2 separate regions of the Mus musculus genome follow, and region 2 is linked to region 1. The links are chromatin contacts, called in public promoter capture Hi-C maps. All regions are on one chromosome and are shown on one strand. The core of a region is the stretch at or near the end of the contact, and the rest is flanking DNA. Distances in the headings are between cores, read along the strand shown.

The links. Promoter capture Hi-C pulls out the DNA fragments that hold promoters and counts their contacts.
Region 2: a contact with region 1 is called in a promoter capture Hi-C map of stem cell-derived epiblast-like cells, with 8 times the contacts expected there. The contact joins the promoter of Sema4a here to the promoter of 1700113A16Rik in region 1. A contact is called at or near these places in 3 of 39 promoter capture datasets (embryonic stem cells, liver and stem cell-derived epiblast-like cells), 3 of 484 Hi-C or Micro-C datasets (all in embryonic stem cells) and 1 of 9 other capture datasets (pancreatic islet).

The regions. Positions count from the first base shown.
Region 1 is chr3:88,176,323-88,179,130 of GRCm38.p6, reverse strand. It overlaps 1700113A16Rik (RIKEN cDNA 1700113A16 gene), which reads left to right and starts at 1,346. Exons shown (of 3, transcript NR_045997.1): 1 at 1,346-1,544.
Region 2 is chr3:88,454,356-88,457,578 of GRCm38.p6, reverse strand. It overlaps Sema4a (sema domain, immunoglobulin domain (Ig), transmembrane domain (TM) and short cytoplasmic domain, (semaphorin) 4A), which reads left to right and starts at 1,818. Exons shown (of 15, transcript NM_013658.3): 1 at 1,818-2,031; 2 at 2,733-2,900. The coding sequence starts at 2,762.

The DNA.
Region 1 (2,808 bases), core at 97-2,596:
CAAGTGCTCTACCATTAAACTAAGCTATACCTCCATCCCAATAGAAGGGTTATGTGAGGACCTCTTGAGTGAAAGAGTATAAGACAAACTGTGAAACCTCTCTAAATAAATATTCTTACTACTGTAGCAAGGTGTCTGCACAGATTCAGGCCAATAGCTCTCAGGCTATTCGCACTATAATCTTACCGCCAGAAGACAGGAAAATAGAGCAAGGCGTGTCCAACCTGTGGCCCATTAAAGTGGACGGCATCTGTGACTACTTCTCCAAACAAAATCATTTGTGGCTCTTTTTTTTTTTTTTTTTTTTTTTTAGACCAGAGTCTCTTATATTTCGGGATAGCCTTGAACTTCTAATCCTATATGCACACACCAGGTCGAACTCCAGCAGAACTCCGGGCTCGGAGCTACATCCCCAGCCCCGCGATTTTTTTCTTTTTTAAATATTTATTTGTTTGTTTATTTATTTATTATATGTAACTACACCATTCATTTATTTATTTATTTATTTATTTATTTATTATATGTAACTACACTGCAGCTGTCTTCAGACACCCTGGACTGGCATCAGATCTCATTACAGATGGTTGTGAGCCACCATGTGGTTGCTGGGATTTGAACTCAGGACCTTCGGAAGAGCAATCAGTGCTCTTAACCACTGAGCCATCTCTCCAGCCCCCTTTTTTAAATAATTCAATCACGCAGTTTTTCGGCGTGGACTTTGTGGTTAACAGTTTTGACAATGACAAATCGTTGCATTCGCCTGTCGGATTCTCCTTCTGGAACGCCCAGGCAATGCCAGATCTTACGCAGTGCTGTCAATCTCAGTAAAATTGCCAAGGCTGAGGGTGCTAATTCTCAATTTGTGCAGGAAGTTGACGATGGGGGTTTTACGCATGCGCACCTCCTCAGAGCCCCAGAGAAACTGCCCAAAACTAGAGCTTCACGTAGTTTCACCCTTGCTGAACCTTCTGAGTACTACGCACGCATCTTGTGCAGGCAGCGGTTGGCCGGTGCTTCCATCACTCACCCGAAGGGCCAATGGAGTGAGCCTAGTTACCTACTTCCCCCTGAGTAGCAGGCGGCGCCGGGCGTGGCTTGAAGGCCTTTGTTCCACGCGCGGCGGAACTTTACGAGAGGCTCCGGAGCGTGCTCTGCCACCTGCTAAGCCCCGGAGACGCAGTCAAGGGTCTCAGCGACACCTTGGGGGAGTGGGGCAGAACGTACGGAAATGGATGTTAGGCGACTCTACAGCCTACCTTCTATACCCGCCCCCTTTCGCCTTAGAGTGGAGGGTTACTTTGAAACCCGGAAGCAATTCATCTCCGGAACACACCGCGGGTCACGTGGGGGCGGTGCGTAACGGGCGCGTGATCCGGCGTCCTGCGGGTCTTCCCCTCCCCAGGGGCACCCAGCATGCTTTGGGCACGTGGCAGCTCATGTCCTAAATAGGAGTAGTCCTGGGCCGCTATCCTGTGAGGGTGGAGACGCTCCCCGAGACTGGACAGACACCGAGAGGTGGAGCTGAGCCAATACGAGGCTAAGGGGTAAATCTGACTCACCCGAGAGGCCGGAACTGACCTGCTGCAAACTACCAAGGAACTTCGCTAGGCTGGGTGGCTAGAACGGGGGGGGGGGGGGGGGACCTGTAAACTATGCTAAGGCTACCTCTTCTATTTGAGACCCAAGTCTGAAACAGGACAGGAAAGTGGATTTGCTCTTCGTCCAGGTAGTGAGTGATTTCAGGCTGCAAACATTCAGGTCCAGAGCCTGAGATGAGATCGCCTGGGTCCCTTCCACATCTGCTGATCCTTGAACAAGTTCCCACACAATCACAAGGCTGGAAAAGATAGCCCATGGGACTAAAGGATGAGTCAGACCAAAATAACCACTGGCCTCGTGGCATGAACAGTTAGACAGCACTGATTGCTCCTAAGAACCACTGACCTTGATAGCTGAGTCCAAGAGACCCACACCCTAGTTCTATTTTATATGGCAATACTCGAGGAACTCGTCCTTCAGCTAAAAAAGAGATCAGCTTCAAAAAGTTGCAACTTGGGAGTATTTTTTATTAAAAAAAAATGTGTATGTACACATGTGTCCTGAGGAGACCAGAGGGGTGTTGTATAAGAATGTTTGCTGGGGGAGTCAGTGGTTAAGAGCATTGACTGCTCCTCCAGAGGACCTGTGTTCCATTCTCAGCACCCACATGGCAGCTCACAACTGTCCTTACATAGACAGACATGCAAGCAAAACATCAATGCACATAAACAACAAAAAATGTTTGCTGACCTGAATTGGTTCTAGCACCCATGCCAACATCTCACAACTGCCTGTAACATTAGCTCCAATAAACTTGATGCCCTGCTCCAGCCTCCAGGGACACTCATGCACACACACACAAGAAAATAAAATCCACACCATTGCATACACTAGCAAGATTTTATTGAAAGGACCCAGATGTAGCTGTCTCTTGTGAGACTATGCCGGGGCCTAGCAAACACAGAAGTGGATGCTCACAGTCAGCTAATGGATGGATCACAGGGCTCCCAATGGAGGAGCTAGAGAAAGTACCCAAGGAGCTAAAGGGATCTGCAACCCTATAGGTGGAACAACATTATGAACTAACCAGTACCCCGGAGCTCTTGACTCTAGCTGCATATGTATCAAAAGATGGCCTAGTCGGCCATCACTGGAGAGGCCCATTGGACACGCAAACTTTATATGCCCCAGTACAGGGGAGCGCCAGGGCCAAAAAGGGGGAGTGGGTGGGTAGGGGAGTGGGGGTGGGTGGGTATGGGGGACTTTTGG
Region 2 (3,223 bases), core at 569-3,068, 280 kb before region 1:
GTGAGGCTCAGGGGTATGAGAGATGAGACGAGCTGGTGGGGCCATGTCCCTTTCTCCCCCTGCCTCTCTTCTCTTAGCTGGGCCTGAAAGGCACTGTGAGAGAGTGGGTGGCACCCCAGGGCTGGAAGCACCTAGGCTGAAGTTGACATCAGATGGCCTCTCTTCGGGGAGATTTCTGTTCCTTCTGAGTCAGGAGTCACCCTGAGTGATTGGTTCCTGGCTAGAGGAGAGAAAGCCCCTGCTCCTCCCACTCTGATGCCTGCCTACTCCCTCTGTTGAGCAGCTCTGAGCTGAGCTAATGCACTAGGGCAGGAGATGGGACTGAAGGAGCCAGCCATGTAGGGAGAGCTTCCGAATTAGACAGGTCTGAGGTAGATGGATGGACGTCAGGCTGTCCAGTCACCCCTGCTGCACTTCTGTTCTCTGTGCAGCAAGACTGTAGTGGAGCCTGCCTGCTGAAGTTGGGAAGCCTGAAGCCCCAAGTGTGAGCTTCTCACATTGTCCGAGGGCCTGGGAGAGCACTTGGTCTCCTGAGGACGCCCAGGGACAGGAAGAGAGTAAAGAAGGATGGCATTGGAGCTGCTCCTCTGGTCACAGCTCCTCCCTGTGACCCAGATAGGCCAATCTGTCTCCAAAGAGAGGCCCTGAGGTGGTGGCTTCCCAAGCCTGATCTAGAGGTCAAGGAGACTCAGAAGTTTGTGTCAGCACAGGGAGATTGGCAAAGTCCTCACAGTGAACGGAGAGCTTGGGGGGGGGCGGGTCTTAGCAAGCTTTGACAGATGAAGCCATCAGGAGGGTCTGTGTGAGCCCAGCTCCTGGGCCACACTGGAGAACGGAAGCAGAGGGGAAAGCATGAAGGGAAGGCCAAGCAGGCTCTACCGAGGAATGCTTTCCGTCTAGGAGCTGTAACTGGAAGGGTGGAGGACAGCCTACAGTGGGGACCATCCTGGCAGTGAGGATGGTGTTTACAGTGAAGATAGGGTATGTCCTGGAGGTAGACCAGCTTGGGTCACTGTGCTCTTTAACCTGAAGTCAGCTGACCCGGGAGAGTGGGCAGCAGCCCAACCACTCTTTATTGGCCTAGGAGCCCTTGGTTACTCATTAACCCTGCGTTATGAGGTCTTCCTGGAACCTTTGGGGAGGAGGAACCAGCCACCATGCCAGCTGGGTGCTTCAGCTCCAAAGCGTATCCCAAGAAGCACGCGTTCAAATGGGGAATTTCTCCAATTTCCCACTGAGACGTCAAATTACTAGGGCTTCCTCAGCAAAGTCATAGGGAAAAACCAAAAAACTAATACAAATGTAGGATTTTTATTTATTTTTTATTTTTTTGATACGGGGTTTCTCTGTATAGCCCTGGATGACCTGGAGCACACTCTGTAGATCAGGCTGGCCTCGAACTCAGAGATCTGCCTGCCTCTGCCTCCCGAGTACTGGGATTAAAGGTATGCCTCGCCACCATGCCAGCTTTAAACGTGTTATCTTTCAAGAATGTGGTCCTACTGGGTGTGGGAGGTCGGGAGGTCTCAGTATGTGGCAGTGGGGGAACCCCACAATGGGGTCAGAGAGAGAAGGAATAGGAGAGAGACGGTGTCATACCGAGCTCTCTTGAGCAAGAGGAGTCTGCAGCTTGGGCTGGTTAGACTGGAAGTGGTGTGCGGGAGAAACAAGGGCATCACTGAACTGGCCGGGAAGGAACTCTTAATTTCTGGATAGACTAAGGAGGGAGGGAGGTGTGTCTCCTGCAAGGCCTTCAAGCCTCACCCCCACTCCCACACTCCACCAGTCTCCCCGCCCTGATCCACCAACTTCCGCCCAAGCCAGCCAGGATCTGTCACAACTCGAGGTAGAAATTCTGGTTTCCCTGGCCTGAAACCCACACTGGCTCTGGCAGGATGGGTGCCTGGAGGGCCGCGCGCCCGTTCCAGCCAGGCTGAGCCTGCTTGCCTTGCCTGGACCCCCTTCTTTGCCTCGGATGGCACCCTGATTCAGGGTTTGAACACAGGACTTCTCAGTGTGGCTGGCTCAAGGGTATGTGAGATGAGGCGGGGGCGGGGGAGGGGTGTGAACCTGCATTCAGTGGCCATGGGGGAGGCTGATTGCGGAGCTCTGGGGAGGCAGACAGGGGGGCTGGAGAAGTTGAGAGTCTGCCAAGGACTCCTGCCCAGGCCACTCCCAGGAAATACAGAGGGCAGCCCCACCACAGTGGTAGATAAACTGGCACGCCCCTATCCCTAAGAAGAAGGCTAGATGGGCCCGATTAAGCAAGAGTCAGAGCCCCTGGGGGCTGAGGAGAGGGTAGGCTGTCTGCCTGGGTTGGGGTGAGTAGCGGGCATAAGGTGTCACAGCACAGGCCAGCCTGGGGAAATCTACCTTTTGCATACAGGAACTAGTTCCCTAGAAGACCTTTGCCCAGGGCCAGAGATGATCAGAGCTCTGGAGCACGGGGCCAGGAGATGCTGAGGGGGCAAAGTGGAAAGGAATTTTTCTGTGAGTCAGGTGAGAAATGGCAAGGTAGTTTTTTTAATGGTTAGGTGACCAGAGGCACAGCGTGGGCCACAGCAGCACCCTATGCAGAGGGCAGCAGGAGGCACCTTCAAGGCTGGGGATGGATGGAAGTGAGACTCTGAGGGCCCTTCCAGAGAGGAACTTCTGCCCCCTGGGGCTCTCCTATTGGCCCTCAGGAAGGGTGTGGTAAGCATGGCTAACCCAGAAAGTGCCTGTTTCCTCAGAACCATCTGGTGACCATCTCAGGCTGACCATGGCCCTACCATCCCTGGGCCAGGACTCATGGAGTCTCCTGCGTGTTTTTTTCTTCCAACTCTTCCTGCTGCCATCACTGCCACCTGCTTCTGGGACTGGTGGTCAGGGGCCCATGCCCAGAGTCAAATACCATGCTGGTAAGTGTCTAGTACCTGGGAGGTATGGATGGCACCATAGAGATGAAGGGGCTGAGGAAGGAGAAGGGTGTGCCAGAGGGGACGAAATGGCACGAAGAAACAGAGATGCCAGGGAGCCTGGGAGGGGCTGGGAGAAGAAGAGGCCACCTGAGGCACAAGTTGATCTGTAAGGGAAGGAAGGGTCACTGTGACCCTTTTCTGCCAACTCAGTGGTTTTTCTTTCCCTCAAATGTCAGTCACTAAGCAAGGAGCCTTAAACTCCTGACTGCTTTTTCAGTACCAGGAGCTGGAAAGCTAAAGCTCGCTCTAGATTGTCTGAGGAG